Linked DNA regions of Sus scrofa: region 2 is linked to region 1. A link is a contact called in public HiChIP or PLAC-seq data. All regions are on one chromosome and are shown on one strand. Each heading gives the region's core, a stretch centred on a gene start, on an enhancer-like site or on the middle of the called end of the contact. The rest is flanking DNA. Distances are from core to core; before and after follow the strand shown.

The links. HiChIP or PLAC-seq counts read pairs in DNA pulled down with a chosen protein or histone mark.
Region 2: an H3K27ac HiChIP or PLAC-seq map of skeletal muscle shows a contact between it and region 1. The contact joins the promoter of GTF2E2 here to the promoter of PPP2CB in region 1. A contact is called at or near these places in 2 of 5 promoter capture datasets (fetal liver and liver), 4 of 47 Hi-C or Micro-C datasets (embryonic fibroblasts, heart right ventricle and skeletal muscle) and 2 of 2 datasets of contacts at active chromatin or transcription factors (alveolar macrophages and skeletal muscle).

Annotation. Positions count from the first base shown.
Region 1 is chr15:54,293,134-54,298,379 of Sscrofa11.1, forward strand. PPP2CB (serine/threonine-protein phosphatase 2A catalytic subunit beta isoform) reads left to right here and starts at 2,653. Exons shown (of 7, transcript XM_021075810.1): 1 at 2,653-3,127. The coding sequence starts at 3,026.
Region 2 is chr15:54,442,239-54,447,484 of Sscrofa11.1, forward strand. GTF2E2 (general transcription factor IIE subunit 2) reads left to right here and starts at 2,242. Exons shown (of 9, transcript NM_001244861.1): 1 at 2,242-2,438.

The sequences.
Region 1 (5,246 bases), core at 1,403-3,902:
TAAATGCCTAAAGGTCAGAATAAAAGCTTAACCAGCTACAGGCTATGTGACTTTTAAAATGGTAAAAAACTATATCCTGCACCTACAACCCCCTCATCACTTGATGTAAGCCTAAAGAGCACAATAAAAGCAGTGTGGTTTCTTGAGGCAGCACTCTTGGTCCCTGAGACCTTGAGTCCCCTGGTTCCCACCTTTAATTAAGGTAAATGTCTCTGTGTCTTGTTTTGTTTTGTTTTGTTTTGTTTTTTGTCTTTTGTCTTTTTGTCGTTGTTGTTGTTGTTGTTGCTATTTCTTGGGCCGCTCCCGCGGCATATGGAGGTTCCCAGGCTAGGGGTTGAATCGGAACTGTAGCTGCCAGCCTACGCCAGAGCCACAGCAACACGGGATCCGAGCCGCGTCTGCAACCTACACCACAGCTCACGGCAACGCCGGATCGTTAACCCACTGAGCAAGGGCAGGGACCGAACCCACAACCTCATGGTTCCTAGTCGGATTCGTTAACCACTGCGCCACGACGGGAACTCCACTGTGTCTTGTTTTACGTTAACTTTCTCTTAAGTTTCACAGCACCCGTTCTTCAGCCCTCACCTACCCTCAGCTGCTGAGCTGGTCTCAGCAAAAGTATATATATATATGACTGGGTCACTTTGCTGTACAGCAGAAAATGACACAACATTATAAATCAACTATAATTTAATAAAAAAAAAGAAATATTTAAGAAAAAACACTTAGGAGTTCCCATTGTGGCTCAGAGGGTTACAAACTTGATGTAGCCTCTGTGAGGATGTGGGTTCAATCCCTGGCCTCACTCAGTGGATTAAGGATCTGGTGTTGCTGTGGCTGTGGCCTAGGGCTCCGATTCGACCCCTCACCTGGGAACTTCCATATGCCGCAGGTGCGGCCATTAAAAAACAAACGACAAAAAAAAAAAAAAAAAAAAAACACTTAGACAGGAAGCACTCAGAAAACACTCTTATTTGCTCTATAGCATAACTTGACTAAACTTTTCAGAACCACTATTCTCACAAACACCTCCCTACTCTCAAGTCTAAAAACATTCTCTCATGTTAATTCCAAATACATCTGCTTCTATGTCGAGGGACACCCACCCCCAACACTATCCATAGTTCCCATTTCTTCTCAAGACATATTTTCTATTCTCAATCCATCTTCTCTGGGAACTTTGAAAATATGTTCTTACTCTCATTTTCATTCTGAACTTACCAGGTGTAGCTGAAACAGCCTCCTTTCAACCTTTGTAGACTAGCCTCCTCAGAGACTGCAAATCTATTGCAATCTTACAGATACCCCTCCTATTCTGTACGTATTGTTTTACCACCTTTTCATGTTCTGTCTTGCAGTTGGTTTGCTGCTGTTTACAAGACACTTGAGAACAGGAGCTCTTCCAGCCTTATTTTCCACCATAGGACCTATTTCGGTTATTAGGAGTATTTGTAGCTTTCCAAAGAGACCATGGTCTTGCACACATTTGTTCTCCGCCACTTTCCAAAAAAAAAACCCAAAATCCTGAGAACTCCTTTCCTCTTTTCCAGGGAACTCCAAAGTGTTGCTTAGGGAGAAGGTTCAAAATTCAGTTGAAATGCCACCTCTCTCAGGGTTTCCCTAGTGGTCCAGTGGTTAAGACTCGGCCCTTTCGCTGATGCTGCTGGGGTTTAGTCTCTGGTCTGAGAACTGAGACCCCGCAGCAAACCACTGCAAAAGGAAAAGAAAAAAAATGCCACCCTTCTAAAGTTTTCTGTAGCTATTGCCTAGGAGGGATAAGGCAAGAAACAGAGGAACATGGCTCCCAAACTCTACTGTTGGATAAGCACTTGTAGAATTTAATCATGATAACCTGAAAAGGGCTTATTGCCCCCTTTTAACAGATGATGAACTTGAGGCTGGGGGAGCTTTGGTGATTGTCCAAGGACCTGGCTGGGAGGCTAGCAATGCCAAGAGGGAGCTGGAGGGAGTTCTTGCCTTCAGATACAAGAGGCTGCCTCCCATTTGGGTTCAGTGGCAATAATCTGCAACTATAATATAGGAAGTCAACTTGGTAAGCATTAGCTGTTCAAGAGATCTGGCAGTTAGCAGTTGCTCATTAAGTATCTGTTGCATGAACAAATCATGAGAATTCAGTAAACACTGCAGTCAACTCCGTGGAGGATGAGGGAGCTGGGACACTGATTGGTAAAACACAGAGCTGTCATCTCATCTTTCTGATGCTGAAAGGGGGGATTCGAGATGTCAGTGCCTCACAGCTAGTTCATAACAGAGGTAAGACTAGAAAGAATTTATTTTTTTTCTCAACAAATGTTGACCACCTGCTATGGGAGAGTGATAGATTCTGAGGAGACAATGTTGTCAAGGAGGGGGACAAGCTTTCCAATCCCCTCTACAGAACGCTAAAATAAAAAGAAGAAAAAAAGGGGGAAAAAAGCACTGCAGGAAACTATAGTGGGTACAGACTTGCGTAAAATTATGTAAAGAAAGAACTGGGAGAGCTTGGTCGATAAAGTGCAAGATGGAAGGGAAAGGGACCGTTTCTCCGCCGAGCCACACGGGGGCGCTGTACCCCTCCTCGAGTCCCGGGCTCCGGCGGCACCGCCTGCTAACCTTTTCCCGGCGGAAATGCCCGGGCGATGACGGAAACCCAGAGGGAGGGGAAAGAAAGAGCGAGAGAGAAGGGGCAAGGGAATCCAGAGCAGCGGGCGGGCGGGAGGCGGCGGCGGCGGCAAGTGGCCATAATCCGGCGGGAGCTGCGCGGAAGTCCCGCACCTCCCCGCGCCCTCCAGTGACGCCCAGGGCGCGCGGCCCGGCGGGCCAGGGCGGGCGGGGGTCTCCCGAAGGCCGCGCGCCAGGAGCCGCCCGCGGGGCTCGGGCGGGGCGCGGGGTCCGGGGCCGCGCTCCCCCACTCCTTCCTCTCCCACTGGGAGCTGGCGGCGGCGGGCGAGGGGAGCGGCGCGAGGGGCGAGGGCGGGCGGGGAGGGGGGCGGGAGACGGCGGGGGAGGGGCTCGGGTCGCCATGGACGACAAGGCGTTCACCAAGGAGCTGGACCAGTGGGTCGAGCAGCTGAACGAGTGTAAACAGCTTAATGAGAACCAAGTGCGGACCCTATGCGAAAAGGTAAGAGAGAAAATTGGCGAGATGCGGCCGGCGTGCGACAGGCTGGGTGGGGGCTGGGACCTATCCTCTCCCCTCTCCCTCCTCTCCCCTCCCCCCTCCTTCCCCTCCCCCTTTCTCCTCCCCCCCTCCCCCCCACCTCTTCTCCTGGCCTGCTTGTCCCTTGTCCGGCGCGTCCGTCTGGGACCTGCGGGGCTGCGTCTCCCACTCGGGCAGCCTCCCCCGGGAGGAGCCGGGCTGTTCCTGGACCCCCTGGAGACCCAGCACCCGGCTGGGGTTGGAAGCTCCCAGTCCTGGCCTAAGGGGTCCGGGGTAGGTGGGCGGGGGCAACGTGGCACCCGGAATCCACTCCTGGAGTGATTGGGGCGCCGACTGTTTTCTGGGTTTTGCTGACACTCCAGTATTTCCGTGCGGACTAGCAATCCGCGCTTTAGCTGGCTGGCAGGGTAATCTAGGCAATCTCGTAGTTGAAAATGAACCTGGACGTTGTGAATCTCAAGGCCCTTGATATAATAAACGTAGCCGTTTTCTCAGGTGACTCGGTCCTTCAGAAATCATCGAGTTGAAATGTATCAAGCATTTGTTTATAGAGAGGTGGGTGTGATGGCGGACTGTGATTTTTAAAATAGAAGTTGACTTTGGTTGAGACAGATGGTGACTGGTCTTCTTCAATTGAGAAGCTCTCTGGAAGCAAAAATGTTGATTTTCAGAAACAGGACGGCTAGTCTTAAGTTTGGCAACACTGCTTGCATGAAATGATCAATGGGTACGTGTTTTACGTGCAGGGTAACACTTTTCAGAAAGTTATTTCTATTACATATTTAAGTTGTTTTTTTCCAAAAAGTAGTAAAATATGCAGGCAATTAACTGTTTACAGTCGCTGTTGATTGTGTGATTTTAGGCCACTTTCTGAGTCCTATATTCGTTGTTTTCTTAACCTCGAATTATTTCAGATTTTACAGTTTATTTTTCTCATTCCACCTTTTTTTTGGCCTAAATAATATTAATACATTTTTATGTAAAAAGGTTCATATGAAGGAGTAACAAAGTTATTTATTCTTTAATGCTTTTGATTGGTTTGTATTTTTAAGCCATGACCCATAAGACTTTCTTGATCATTGTGTTTGTAAGCCGGGATGCCTCCGAAAAGCATTGAAGAAGGAAAGATTTTGTCAATGTTGTTTATAGCACACCCTTAAAATTAAGCATCTTAGGAATGGAGGAGTAATAGCTGTTTTGTTGTTGTTGTTTTCCTTTTTATGGCCGCATCCAAGCATATAGAAGTTCCCTGGGCCAGGGGTTAAATCTAAACTGTAGCTGTGGAGTTAAATCCTTTAACACATTGAGTGGGCCAGAGATCAAACCTGGACCTCTGCAAAGACCTGAGCTGCTGCTGTCAGATTCTTAACCCACTGCACCATTGTGGGAACTCCCAAGAATAGTGTTTTTAGTTACATGTATTGTTGCTTAGGGTCTACATACATATGTAACTTTTTAGAATTGAGGTATAGTTAATTTACAATGTTGTGTTAGTTTCAGGTATACAGCAGTCACTCAGTTACACACATATATGTGTATTCTTTTTCAGATTTTTTTTCCATTATAGGCTATTACAAAAATATTGAATAAAGTTCCCTGAGCTGTACAGCACATTTTTGTTTTTACCTGTTTTATATATAGTCGTGTGTTTGTGTGCTCATCCCAAACTCCTAACTTACCTCTTCACCCCCTTCCCCCGCTATCCTCTTTAGTAACTATAAGTTTGTTTTCTGTATCTGTGAGTCTGTTAAATAACTATTTGTTAACACAGGAGTGTATTTCTGTAAATAGAACTGCCAAGCAAATGGTATTTTTGTTTCCCTGAAACAGGCTGTTTACTTACCACTTCAAGTTCCACATTCAGTTTTCTTGTGTGATAACCTGTAATTTCATGTCTTAGAATTTACATTTTAATTCACGCTCTCTTAGGCTCCAGTGTCAGGTGAAACATTCAGTTCTGAAATTAGCTGAGTCAGTTCACCTCACTGTGAACAGTAGATAAAGACTTGAAGTTATGGACAAAGTTGGCAGTTGAATCAGTTTTTCCCTTTAATTCTCTAATAAATTTAAGATGTCTTCTGGA
Region 2 (5,246 bases), core at 992-3,491, 150 kb after region 1:
TGATTAAAGGTGCTTGGCAAGGGAAGCTGGGGTGTGGTTGGTGTGTGTCTAAAATGGGAAAGTTGGCAGCTTTTGAGTAAATCCTGATCATTCTGAGCTGATTGCTCCAGAGGCTGTGGTTTGATTTCTTAAATGCGCCAGAGATTACTATCATGTATAGTCTGGCCATTGTCCATTTGTTAAGTCTCTCATGTACGGAAGCTAGGAGAATGATAGAACTGATTCCATGAAGATATGGTAAGTTGGAATTTATGTAATTTTGGGCGAAAGGGTAAAATAAAAATTAATGGATTGATATAAAACTGGCTAATGTTTCTCAGGGCAATGCAATTTTAAGCTTTGGGATTATCATTATTATTATTAGGACCACACCTGCAGCCTATGGAAGTTCCCAGGCTAAGGGTTGAATCCAGGCTATAACTGCTGACCTACACCACAGCCCCAACAATGAGGGATCCGAGTTGCGGCTGCGACCTACACCGCAGCTCAGGGCAACCAGGGGATCCCCGACCCACTGAGTAAGGTGAGGGATCGAATTCGCATCCTCATGAATACTAGTCGGATTCATTTCTGCTGCGCCACAACAGAATTATCTTTTGCTATGAATGACTGCTCCTTCTCCTTATTATACCTTATCAGTTTTCTTTTTTTTTCCACCAATCTCTGACTCTCCTGGGTTATGAACCCTCTGAGTCCTAATAAATTGTTATCCAAATGAAGTTACATTCCTGAGGGTGTCAGATGCAAGTGCATTTATTACAAAATCCTCTAGCATGAAATCAATTTTAAGAAGGCCACACAATCGGAGTTCCTGTCTTGGTGCAGTGTTTAACGAATCCGACTGGGAACCATGAGGTTGTGGGTTTGATCCCTGGCCTTGCTCAGTGGGTTAAGGATCCAGCGTTGCTGTGAGCTGTGGTGTGGGTCGCAGACGTGGCTCGGATCCCGCGTTGCTGTGGCTCTGGCATAGGCCAGTGGCTACAGCTCCGATTAGACCCCTAGCCTGGGAACCTCCATATGCCGCGAGAACGGCCCAAGAAAAGACAAAAAAAAAAAAAAAAAAAAAAAGCCACACAATCATCTTTTGGCTTTATTTTCATTTCTACTGAGCCACAAATGGGAACTCCTATTCCCAAGTTTTGAATAAAAATTTGCATATTATCTCGGAGTTCCCGCCGTGGCTCAGTGGTTGACGAACCCAACTGGTATCCATGAGGACGCGGTTCCATCCCTGGCCTTGCTCTGTGGGTTAAGGATCCAGCATTGCGGTGAGCTGTGGTGAAGGTCTTAGTCACAGATCAGATGCTGAGGTGCTGCGGCTGTGGTGTAGCTCTGAGTTGACCCTTAGCCTGGGAACTTCCATGTGCCATGGATGCGGCCCTCAAAAGACAAAAATAAATAAATAAATAAATAAAAAATAAAAAAATTTACGTATTATCTCATTCAATCTTCCCAAGAGTCCAATGCAAGTAACCCATTGTGCTAGGACAATTGTTATTCCCATTTACCAGATGAGAAAACTGAAACAGGTTAAGTAAGGTGAGGAGTAACCAGTTAAAGGACAGCCACAGAACAGTTGGGTACTGGCTTCAGGTTATAAGAGTTAGGAAAGGAGAGTTACAGAAAATCTGACACCGCAAACACATTGCTGGCTGTGCACAAAGCCAATCTTTTTCGTCGCTTTATTTCTACCCCTTTATGCTGCGTCTCAATCCAAAATCCTTTTCTAAGAGGGTTCACAGGGGTAGTGGTTAGGAGTTCGGAAACTGGACTTCAGGACAGGATTTGCCTTTGCTAGCTGTGCTGTCTTGAGCACACCATTTAGTTTCACTTGCTTTCTTGCTTCCTCGCTTGTAAAACGTCAATGTTCTTTTGACGTTTAGGTGATGGTGATTGGCATTTGATGTAAAGTCACAGAACACCTGTAGACAATAACTTGAAAACTCTCGTCGTCACTCGAATTGAGCAGATCCCAGCGCACGCTGCAGGAGGATCTATTAGCTTCATATTTCTACTCCTGTAAAAGAAAAATTTCTTCCCTCTTGGCAGCGTCTTCAGTACTCCCATCAAAGTCCCGCCCCCAGCCTCTCTCGGGCTGTCAAGGAGATCCGGGACGCCCCAGCTGGTTGACCCCCTCAGCTCTACCCAGGCGGGGCACGTGATGACGCACGCGCGTTCTCTGCGGCCGCCGCGCCGCCGCGGTGGCTGCCGGGACTGAGTTCAGAGCCGTAAGATCAGGAAGTGGCGGGCGGAGCCCGGGGCCGAGTCGCCTCCTCGGACGCCGCCGCCGCCGCCGCCAGTGCTAGGACCCCGACCTGGCGGGGCAGCGCTGGGCGGGCGTGCGGGCGGGGGCGCTGACGACGAACAGGAAGCGGCGGCCAAGCGGGCGTGGGTGGCTGGTCGCGGCGGAGGCGTGTGGGACGGCCCTCCTGGCTCAGGTGGGTGCTGCGGCGGCTGTGTGAGGGGCGCAGAACCCCGGCCTGTTGTTCCCGCGGGCCGCCTCCTCCCGGGGGTGAGCGGGTCTCCCACCACGCGGGAGGCTGGAGCTGCCCTTCCCTCCGCGAAGATCTTAAACCCGGTAATAACTTCTCGGGAGCATTGTCTTTTAGGCTGGGGGTTCACTGAGAAAACTTTTGGGTTGGAAAGAGGGGAAATTCGAATCTGAGAGCCGATTGTGCCTCTGCTTAGCCTTCAAGTTCATATTAGCAGTAGCTGCACCATCCCGGCGTGTGGAGTTTGGGGAACCACGTTGTCCGGCTAACTAAAGGCTGTGATTTCAGGCCCCTTCACGGACTTTTTTTTTTTTTTTCTTTTTCCACCTGCCTTTGGGAGACATTGTTTGGAAGGATTTCTAAACTTAGAGTTGTAATAGTTGTTTTTGCAAAGTTTGTTTTCCAAAACAAATCGCTGCTGTACTTTTTTTTTGCCGTTCGCCTCAACATTTCTGTTATTTAAGAGGTAAGCAGTCTGTGTTCTCAGCTTGCCGGCTATTCATAGCCATGTTGGCACCAGGCAAAGAGGCAAGAGAGGAAAAGTAGAAAAGTTGACGTCAAATGAAAAAGTGGAAAGAATGTGGGCTTTGGAGCCAGCAGATTTTCATTCGTTTTTGGCGTCTCAGTGGAAGAACACGTGAACTCAGTTGTGGCCATGTTGTTTTTTTTGTATTGTTTAATGTAAAATGGTCAGGGTGATGTCTCCTGTCTGCCACACAGTTCAGTACATGTCAAACCCTATAGATACTGAGTAGTCTGAAAAAAAGGAGCAAAAGTTAGATGGAGCATATGATGGTGGAAGATATTAAGCCTTCTGTTCCAGGTGCCATTAAACGTTACCCATACCACACAGGTCGTCTTTGTTTTGGAGGCCATATACCATCATTTCAGGTCTGGAGTAAGGAACACCTGATTGGGGAACCACAGTAGTTCCATTCCTGGTTCTGTTCTTTCAGCTGTGTGACCTTAATCATGTCCTCTTTTCACTTCAGATTTTACGTGTTAAAATAGGAATAAAGCAGAGTTCCCATCATGGCTCAGCGGAAACCAATCTGACTAGTATCCATGAGGATGCAGGTTCAATCTCTGGCCTCACTCAGGGGGTTAAGGATCTGGCGTTGCACTGAGCTGTGGTGTAGGTCGAAGATGCACCTCGGATCCCGAGTTGCGGTGGCTGTGGTGTTTACCAGCAGCTATGGCTCCAGTTCAACTCCCAGCCTGGGAACCTCCATATGCTGTAGGTGTGGCCCTAAAAAGACAAAAAAAAAAAAAAGAAAAAGGAATAAAACAAAATACCTGTTATAAAGTTGTGAGGGTCAAATGCTGTAAGCATTTAGGTTTATGTGAACTGTGAGGCCTTTATTTAAATCTGTTAAAATCACTACAAAAACCTGGATTAATTATCGTTTACAAGGAGAAATAAACAGGTACAGATGTTGCCCCTGCCTTATCACTTGGGAATTCTTTCTTCTTCTCACACTTTCCCTACCCCAAGACTGTCCCTTTAGCTTCCTCACCCCAGTATTACAGGTCTGTCATTTCTTTTCAGATTCACCTCAAAACAGTAGTACTGAAATAACATATATTTATAACTCTACTATTTGAACAATAGCTTTCACAAACATTTTCTCATTTTATTCCTACAGTTGGGCTAGATGTAGAAAGCACTGGTAGTATCTTCATTTTACTTATGGTAATGTTGGATTTAGAGAGTTCTAGTGGCTTGCCCCAGGTCATGTTGCTGTTAGGGATTAGAACTCAGGGGAGGAGTTTCTATCGTTTCAGAGGAAATGAATCTGACTAGTATCCATGAGGACGCAGGTTCCATCCCTGGCCTGGCACAGTGGGTTAAGGATCCGGCATTGCCGTGAGCTGTGGTGTAGGTCGCAAACGAGGCTCTGATCCCCTCATTGCTGTGGCTGTGGTGTAGGCGGCAGATACAGCTCTGATTCAACCCCTAGCCTGGGAACCTCCATGTGCCACAGGTTTGGCCCTAAAAAGACAACAACAGCAAAAAAACACACAAAAGAATTGAGGGGAGAAGGCATGTCTTTGATTCAAGGTCTAGGGCCAGTGATCCTTCCTTCCTTAACTGAAGTTTACTCTGATTATTTCTTTTTCTTTCTTTTTGGCCATGCCTAGTAGAAGTTCCTGGGTCAGGGATCGAACCTGTGCCACTGTTGCTGCAGTGACAATGTTGGATCTTTAACCTGTTGTGCCACAGGGAAACTCCTCTGATTATTTCTTATCAGTGTTTGTATTTATTTATTTATTTATTTTGCTTTTTAGGGCTGCACTGGTGGTATATAGAGGTTCCCAGGCTAGGGGTCGAATCAGAGCTACAGCTGCTGGCCTACTCCACAGCCACAGCAATGAGGGGATCTGAGTCTCGTCTGTGACCTGCTCCACAGCTCATGGCAATGCCGGATCCTTATCCCACTGAGCAAGACCAGGGATCGAACCTGTGTACTCATGGATACTAGTCGGATTTGTTTCCTCTGCACCACAGCAGGAACTCCCAGTGCTTGTATTTTTTAATTTTAGCATGCTGTCATGTTTTATTCATTGCTTTTGAAGTGAGGTGCTTAGTGCTTTCATGTTCTCCACATAAGCTGCTTGAAGGCAAGGATTTATCTTCCAGAACTTTTCAAAGCTTGGAGTACAGAGCCTCACAAACAAGACATTTAATAAAGGCTTACGAAACCATTAATAATGAGGCTAGAGCAATTCAAAGATGTTCTTCCACCCATTATT